Regions from separate parts of the Mus musculus genome. Here region 1 is linked to region 2. A link is a contact called in public promoter capture Hi-C data. All regions are on one chromosome and are shown on one strand. The core of a region is the stretch at or near the end of the contact, and the rest is flanking DNA. Distances in the headings are between cores, read along the strand shown.

Region 1 (3,908 bases), core at 361-2,860, 110 kb before region 2:
CCCTCACAAGCCAAGGTCGTCTAAGTCCTGTCAAAGGGGGCTCAGATGCCCCGAGTTTTCCAGGTGTGCGTTCCCTGAGTTCCAAGCAACAGTGGAACCTGCAAGGCGCGGACCTGGTCCTTACGACCAAACAAGGCCTGTTCTGTTGGGTCCCATTTCGTTGATGTTTTTGGAGCTGGGAGCCAGGGAAGTGTCAACCTCCAGTGAAGCATGACGGGGCCTGGGAGGGACCTTAATCTCCATGGCTGCCAGGAGGCCCATTTCCAGGATCTGAGACAAGAGAGCCGTTCCTACAGCACCTGCCAGTCCCTGGCCACCAAAGACTAAACATGAGATGTGACACTCCTGCCAGTCCCCCACTCCACCCCCCGGGTTCCTATGGCAGACGTCTGCGAGCATTGAGAAGCTGAGGAAAGAACCGAACAGAAGGTTCAGAGTCTGGAGATCTGGCTCTGTTTTGCCTCTGCCTCTTTTGTCTTACAATCTGCACCTTAGTTTTTCCATCCGCACAATGGGCAGGATGCAGTTAAGTGAGATAAATGATTGCTAGCTGGCTCCCCATCTGGCTCTGCCTCTCGAGTCCTGGAGTAGACAGGTGGAAGTCTGGCCTCCCCTTCTTGACAATGCCCCTGAGAAGTTAGCCCAAGATGACTCTGGGCTGGACTGAAGAGCAGACGAAGGTTCAGGTGGGTCTCATAGGTCTTCACTCACCAGACTCCTGACTGGGGAAGCAGTATGGCGGAGATCTTTGCTGAGAGATCAGGGTTCAGGGCTATGTCCTTCCTCCGTGTCCCTCCTTGTTCCCAGCTCGGGGCCCATGTCCAAGGCAAACAGGACGGAGTGGAGGTGCCACAGGAAAGCCAGGCAGAGCCTCAGGGCTCGTCGTCTTTGTTGCAGGATGAGGACGCTCTGGCGGGGGAGGTGGAGGAAGAAACCTTTCTATAAGTTCTTTCAGCTCTAAATCCTGCAGGGGGATGTGGTGTCCTCCGCTGTGCCCTGGGCCAGAGGGAAGGAAGGAGTCTAGCTACGGGACCCAGGTGTGAGCCAAAGACTGTGACCTTTCCAGAAAGGAAGGCCCCAGTGTAGAGATCAAGGGAGCTAGATTTCCTTGGAGCCCAGGTCCTCCACCCACTCCGGTCTAGAAGAAGAAAGTGGGATTCCTAAAGCTTGACAGAGTACAGACCCTCTCCTGTGCCTTCCCCAACCCGAGCCACCTTCTCTCCGCCATTCATTGACAAATGCTGGTCCCTTTGCCTGGACCACCTCCTCCCTCCTCCAGCCCTGTTTTGCCTGATGCCTGTTCCTCATTCTTGCAACCTCAGCTTTAATTTGCTTCCTCCAGGAAGCTTTCCCTGTTAGGCTCCTGGTTGCTAGGTTTCTCAACCCTGACCATGATGGCTTATAGCTTCCGGTCTGTTATCTTCCTGGTATGTGTGTGGGGTCAGGGGCAGCCTGTGTCATTCACCACTGAATTCCCGTGCGGAGCCTGGTTTACACGTGGCACCAAGTGAGTGCCTGGCACTGAGCGAGACAGCAGACTGTAGAGCAGAGGGCTCCCCAGGGGCCTTCAGTTGGAATGGCTTGTCCTTGACATAGTCACGTGTAGGGCTTAGAGACTAAGGAGCCAGAAGTGGTTACATAGAGGCCACGTGGGGGCTGAGGTGTAAGCTGGGCAAAGGTAAGGACAGACTAGTGTGAGGTAATCGTTTCAAATGGGGCTTTCCAGTAACAGAACTGTCTCGGGGCCCCACATCTCTGCTGAGGAAAACCTAAATCCCAGTTTGTTTGTTTGTTTGTTTGTTTGTTTGTTTGTTTGTTTTTAATTTACTTATTTTATTTTACATAAGTGAAAATTTTGTCTCTAGGTATATATGTGTACCACATGCATGCCCTGTCCCCCCAGAGGCCAGAAGAAGGTATGAGACCCCCTAGAATTGAAGCTAATGGATGGTTATGAACCACCAAGTAGATGCTGGCAACTGAACCCAGGTCCTCGGAAAGAACAACACAAGCTCCAAACCTCCGAGCCAGCTCTCCAGTCGGCCCAAGACTCACGGTTTTAAAACACTGTTCATGCGTTGCCTGCATCGATATCTGTGTACCACGTGTGTCTGGTGTCCTCAGAGGCCAGAAGAGGGCATCAGGTCCCCTGGGCTTGGAGTTACAGATGGTTGGGAGCTCCTACGTGGGTGCCGGGACCTGAACTTTGAGTTCTCTCTCTGCAAGAGCAGCAAGTGCTTTGAACCTCCGAGCCAGCTCTCCAGCCCTGGTTAGCAAGCCCTTAAGAAAATTGTCTATGTGTGTGTGTGTCTCTGTGTGTTTGTGTGTGCATTTGTGTATGTGTGTTGTGTGTGTGTGTGTGTCTCTGTGTGAATTTGAATGTGTGTGTGTTTGTGTATGTGTGTTTGAGTGTGTGTCTGTGTGTGTGTTTGTATGTGTGTGTGTTAGTGTGTATGTGTCTGTGTGTGTTTGAGTGTGTGTGTGTGTTTGAGTGTGTGTGTGTGTGTGTGTGTGTGTGTGTGTGTGTTGGGGGGTAGGTTTCAACAGATTGTACTGAAGCAACTGGATATAATTCACACACACAACCGCGAAGTTCCTTCTCTACTGCACACCCGCATGGCATTCACCATTCACACACAAGGAGAACGGGGGCCCTCAGGGCTACAATTACTGCCCTATAACACAGGCAGGTGAGAACAGGGTGTCACTGCTCCGTCCCATACTCCCAGCACTTGGGAGGTGGAGGCAGGAGGGCTGGAAACACAAGATCACCAACATCATTCTCAACTACAGGAAAATTTAACTCCAAGCCGGGTTTGGTGGGACAGGTTGTTAATCCCATCACCCAGGAGGCAGAGGCAGGCAGATCTCTGTGAATTTGAGGCCAGCCTGGTCTACAGAGTGAGTCCAGGAAACCCAGAGCTGCTAAGAGAGAAACCCTGTTTTGAAAAGCTCAAAGGGGGGTCTGGTGAGATGGCTCAGTGGGTAAGAGCACCCGACTGCTCTTCTGAAGGTCCGAAGTTCAAATCCCAGCAACCACATGGTGGCTCACAACCATCTGTAATGAGATCTGATGCCCTCTTCTGGTGCATCTGAAGACAGCTACAGTGTACTTACATATAATAAATGAATAAATAAATAAATAAATAAATAAATAAATCTTTAAAAAAAAAGAAAAGAAAAGCTCAAAGGGGAAAAAAATATCTCCAAACTACAGTGACATCAAAAGAAGGTATACGAGCCCCTCTCCCCACCACCACTGGCACATCGGGCAAGAAGGCAGTTGAATGCACACCAGGGAGAGGTCCCCCACAAAGCTAGCTCCAATTCCACCTCAGCTTGGACTTATAGCTTTTCAAATCTGAGGAGATTTATAAAATACATGTTTGTTTATTTATTGTGTACTTGTGGAAGCTGGATGACACCTTTGGGAAATTCTGTCCTTCCTCTGTGTGAGTCCTGCGATCAAACTCAGCCCATTAGACTTGTCATTAAGCGTATTTACCCAAAGAGCCATCTCGCAGTCCCAAGTGTGAGAAATCTGCTTCTGTCATCTGAGTCACCCAATCTGTGGTATTCTTTTGTTATTGTAGACTGAGTGAAGACAATGTCATTAGTCACTAGGGATTGTAAACCACAGCGAAATTCCATTTCACACCCACTAAAATGGCGGCAACCAAAGCGACAGGCAGTAACAAGTGTCGCTGAGGCTATGGGGAAACAGGAACCCTCTCTATCGTGATAGGATGGAAAACGGGCCGCCATTTTGGAAACCGACGTGTGGTCTCACAGGGTCAAGCAGCTCCTCTCCCTGCAATACCTCAGAGAACAGAAATGTGCTCATGTTAAAGCTTACACAACTTGTGATCCAGCACTTGGGAAGCTGGGGCAGGAGGACAGAAAGATCC
Region 2 (3,970 bases), core at 1-2,500:
TGCTCCACTCTAGCGGGCGGGGCTTGAAAGGGAGGAGCCAGGACGTGGGGGCAATTAGGAGGCGTAATCAGCCAGATGTGGGTGGGGCCAGAGTCCAAAGTCTTACTGACCTAAAGCAGCGCCTCTTGATGGACCGCCAGGACCTCTCCTTGAACTTGTTAGGTACCACAGCGGGCACATTCCACTGGAGCCAGGCTGCCAAAGGCAGGAAGATCAGAAGGAACTGGGGAAAGGGGACCAGAAAATGATTAATCTTTCTGTTTAGTTTTGTCCAGGCAGAGTCTCCTATGTAGCTTAGGCTGGCCTCAAACTTACTACGCAGTCCAGGCTTGATTTGAGCTCGATTTATAGCCAAGGATGACTTTGAACCCGTGACCTTTTTGTTTCCACCTTCTGAGGGCTTGATAACAAGGATGCAGCTTGGCAATAATTTTTTTTTTGAAAAATATTTATTTGGATTTGGAGAGATGGTTCAATGGTTAAGAGAACCGCTCGTGCAGAGGACCCGGGTTAGGTTCCTAGCATCCACATGGTACCTTACAACTGTCTATAACTCCATCTAGGGCATCTGACGCCCTTTTTTGGTCCCTGTGGGTACTAGGTACATATGTGGTGAACACGCAGGCAAAACACTCATACACATAAAGAATAATAAAATAAAAATTTAAATACGATTTCCTTTACATTGTATGAATGCTTGCTTGCATGCACGACATGCATGCTTGGTACCCACAGATGTCAGATGAGGGCTTCGGATCCCGTGGCAAACTGGAGATAGAGAGAGTTGTGAATGTGGGTGTTGGGAACCTAACCCAGATCCTCACAAGAGCTGCCAGCTCTCTTAACTACGGAGCCGCCTCTCTGGCTCCTTGACAATGAATGGTCACATTGACCTTGTCCTAAATCTCCTTCTACAGCAGGTTGGCCAGTGTCAGACCCTGAACTCAACGATGCTTGCAAATCCCAGACAGACGCTCAGCCTACCTCCCAGGGGATGACGAAGCCAGATGCGCGGCCAGCATTTTTCCAGTAGTTGAGGGCGAGTTCCTTCGCCGGTAGTGAAATATCTTGGACTTGGGGGTCCCAAGAGCTTCTCGGATGTGGACTCCGAGCTCTGCTCTCCTGCCTCTCCCCTCCCTTAGAAGTTGGTCCTGCGGCTTCAACCCAGACGACGCCGAACAGCTGTGTACTAGACAGACTCAGCTTCCTGCGGTTCCAGCTAGGTCCCTCTACAGTAGTCAGAGCCTCGCTCCATCCAGGCTCAACGCTCCTCCTCTTCCACCCTCAGCACCTCCTCCCCTCTCAGGCTCGTCCCCCATCCCCCGCCTCCTGGCCCCTGTCAGACCCCGCCCTCTAGGCTCAGCAACCCTCCAAGGCAGGCCCCGCCCTACCCAGGCAACCGCACTCGGCCGTCGCAGGCAGGCCCTGCACCTCCCGGGCATGCTTCACCCCTCCCGGACTTAGCACACCGTCCACTCCCAGGCAGGTCTGGTCGCACCCAGGTTTAGCACGGTGTTCCTACAGTCACTCCCCACCCTCCTCCGTGCCTGGTGGGTCTTCCACCTGCAGGGTGTGTGTGTGTAGGGGTTCTGGATCAGAGCCAGGTGAAGCGCACAGACACCAGCGGGAGGCTGGCAAATCCACTGGGCTGGCTGTGATATTCTTACCGGTACCAGGGGCGTGGCCAACAGGGACCAATCCTACAACTGTCATCCCCCATTCAGGTACAAATTTATGCTCATACTAAAATAATCTTGACTTGATATTTGCTCGGGCTCCTTTTGGGGCCCCAGGGAGAAAACCTACTACGTTTCTGCTTAATCAGCATAACAATAAACCGACTCCTACTGACGCACTGCTTGCTGTCCCGTACATCAGCCCATCGCTCAGCCCTCCTCAGAGACGCTTCTAACAGTAGATGGGAAATTAACAGAGACCCACAGCTCTTTGAGAGACTTAGGGGCACTCAGCTCTAAATGGGAGACGTTTCTCATACCCTCAAGGCTCAGGGATCTATTCCAGAGAGTGGGCAGGGAGGCTGGAAGAGCCAGAAGTGGCAAATGGATCCAGAGGAAACTGAAGTTTCCCGACTCCCGACAAGAAGATGCACATATGAACTCACAGAGACTGTCAAATGCATAAGACCCGCACAAGCTCAAGCCAGACAAAAATCCCAGTGTGTGGAAGGTAAAGTGGACATAAACTCCCACCCCTCACCAAGAGGCTATTTGCAACTGATACTGGCAGGCAAGGGGACATCAGCCTTCTTCAATGGAGTGACATCAGGTGTATCAAACACACTCAAGAGCCTCGAGCTCAGAAAGAGTTGGCCATCACAAATCTGACTCCAAGGTCTTGTTCTTTTTGAAACAGGACAGCTCTGTGTAGTGCTAGCTTTCCTGGAACTCTGGCTCTGCCTCCCAAATGCTGAGGTTAAAAGCGTGTACCGCTGCCTGGCTTGCTTCTTTTGAAAGAGCGTCAAGTTTGGTGGGTAGGGAGGGGGAGAAGTGGAGAGGTTCTGGGAGGGGAAAGAATATAATCAAAGTATGTTGTTTACAATAGCCAGGGCTGTGGTAGACATGTGCTTATCAGTCATGTGGGATGCCTTATTCACTAAGAAGCACACACACAGAATTGAAAACACTTAAATAAATGAGCAATATTTTAAGGAAAAACAAAATAAGCTGGGCTTGCAGTAGGTATTGACAGCCATGTGGATGCTGGGAATCCAACCTGAGTCCTCTGGAAGAGCAGCCCATGGTCTTAATCTCTGAACCCTCTCTTCAGCCCTATTTCCCTATTCTTCCACTCTCTCCTTCTTCTTCTTCTTCCTCTTCTTCTTCTTCTTCTTCTTCTTCTTCTTCTTCTTCTTCTTCTTCTTCTTCTTCTCCTTCTCCTCCTCCTCCTCCTCCTCCTCCTCCTCCTCCTCCCTCTTTCTCCTTCTTCTTCTTCTTTCCTTCCTTTTTTTTTTTTTGGTTTTTCGAGACAGGGTTTCTCTGTATAGCCCTGGCTGTCCTGGAACTCACTTTGTAGACCAGGCTGGCCTCGAACTCAGAAATCTGCCTGCCTCTGCCTCCCAAGTGCTGAGATTAAAGGCGTGTGTCACCATGCCCAGCTTTTTTTTCTTTTCTTTTCTCTTCTTTTCTTTCATTTTTTTCTTTTCCTTTTCTCACTATGTGGCCCTGGCTGGCCTGGAACTCCCTCTGTAGACCGGGTTGGCCTCTAACTGACAGATCCACCTGCCTCTGTCACCTGAGTGCTGGGATTAAAACTGTATGTGACCACACCTACTACTGTTTCCCTATTCTATTGCCCCTCCTCCAATCTCAGCCTCTGCCCCCACTGAACCTCTGTTTCCTCTGTCAAGAATTCACCAAAACCAAAGGGCAGGTCATGGTCTCCATCTGGATTAGCCCAATCTGGATACTCTGTGCCCTTTAGGCTGCTGGCCTTGAGGCATATTTCTACCCAGCTGCTGAGCAGAGTCAGGAAGGCTGCCCTAGAGATAGCATGGGCACAAACTCTGGTGTGAGAGAAGGAAAGTGCCTGGTTTACACACATGTGCACACTGCACACACACACAGGCATGGACACACACACACAGAAGCACATGCACACAGAGACATGTTCATGTGCACATACACAGAGGCACACAAGCACACACACACACTCACACACAGAGGCATGCATACATGTTACATGACCAGGCGATTGCTCAGCCATCTCTAGGCTTTAGCCAAAAGCCCTCACTCACACTCAGTGACTTCACAGTTGTCCCAGTGTTGCTGCTTGTGAGCCATCTGAGAGCCCCAAAGCTGTGCCAGCTGCTGTTTCTGCTTCCAGGGTAGAGAAGCCAGATAATGGTGTCATCGGAGCCTGTGCCAGGAATGGCCACTGTGATTCCCCTAAGTCCCTTCAAAGTAGGTACCATAATTCGTCCTTACAGAGGAGGAACCTGAGCCCTAGAGGT

What was found. Promoter capture Hi-C pulls out the DNA fragments that hold promoters and counts their contacts.
Region 1: a promoter capture Hi-C map of liver shows a contact between it and region 2. The contact joins the enhancer-like site here to the promoter of Arhgef19 in region 2. A contact is called at or near these places in 5 of 39 promoter capture datasets (the C10 cell line, the HPC-7 cell line, embryonic stem cells and 2 more), 2 of 484 Hi-C or Micro-C datasets (bone marrow-derived macrophages and liver), 4 of 115 datasets of contacts at active chromatin or transcription factors (bone marrow-derived macrophages, embryonic stem cells and pancreatic cancer cells) and 3 of 9 other capture datasets (adipose tissue, liver and pancreatic islet).

What each region holds. Positions count from the first base shown.
Region 1 is chr4:141,345,168-141,349,075 of GRCm38.p6, reverse strand. No RefSeq gene overlaps it. Among named protein-coding and RNA genes, the nearest start is that of Fam131c, 21 kb to the left of the region's middle. Within about 2 kb of position 1,610, at least 24 of the 459 cell types and tissues checked have an H3K27ac peak or open chromatin away from gene starts, as enhancers often do. A contact at or near this core is called in liver and pancreatic cancer cells, where this site is marked.
Region 2 is chr4:141,236,885-141,240,854 of GRCm38.p6, reverse strand. It overlaps Arhgef19 (Rho guanine nucleotide exchange factor (GEF) 19), which reads right to left and starts at 1,250. Exons shown (of 18, transcript NM_001379647.1): 1 at 985-1,250; 2 at 111-223. It overlaps C630004L07Rik (RIKEN cDNA C630004L07 gene), which reads left to right. Exons shown (of 2, transcript NR_165245.1): 2 at 918-2,680.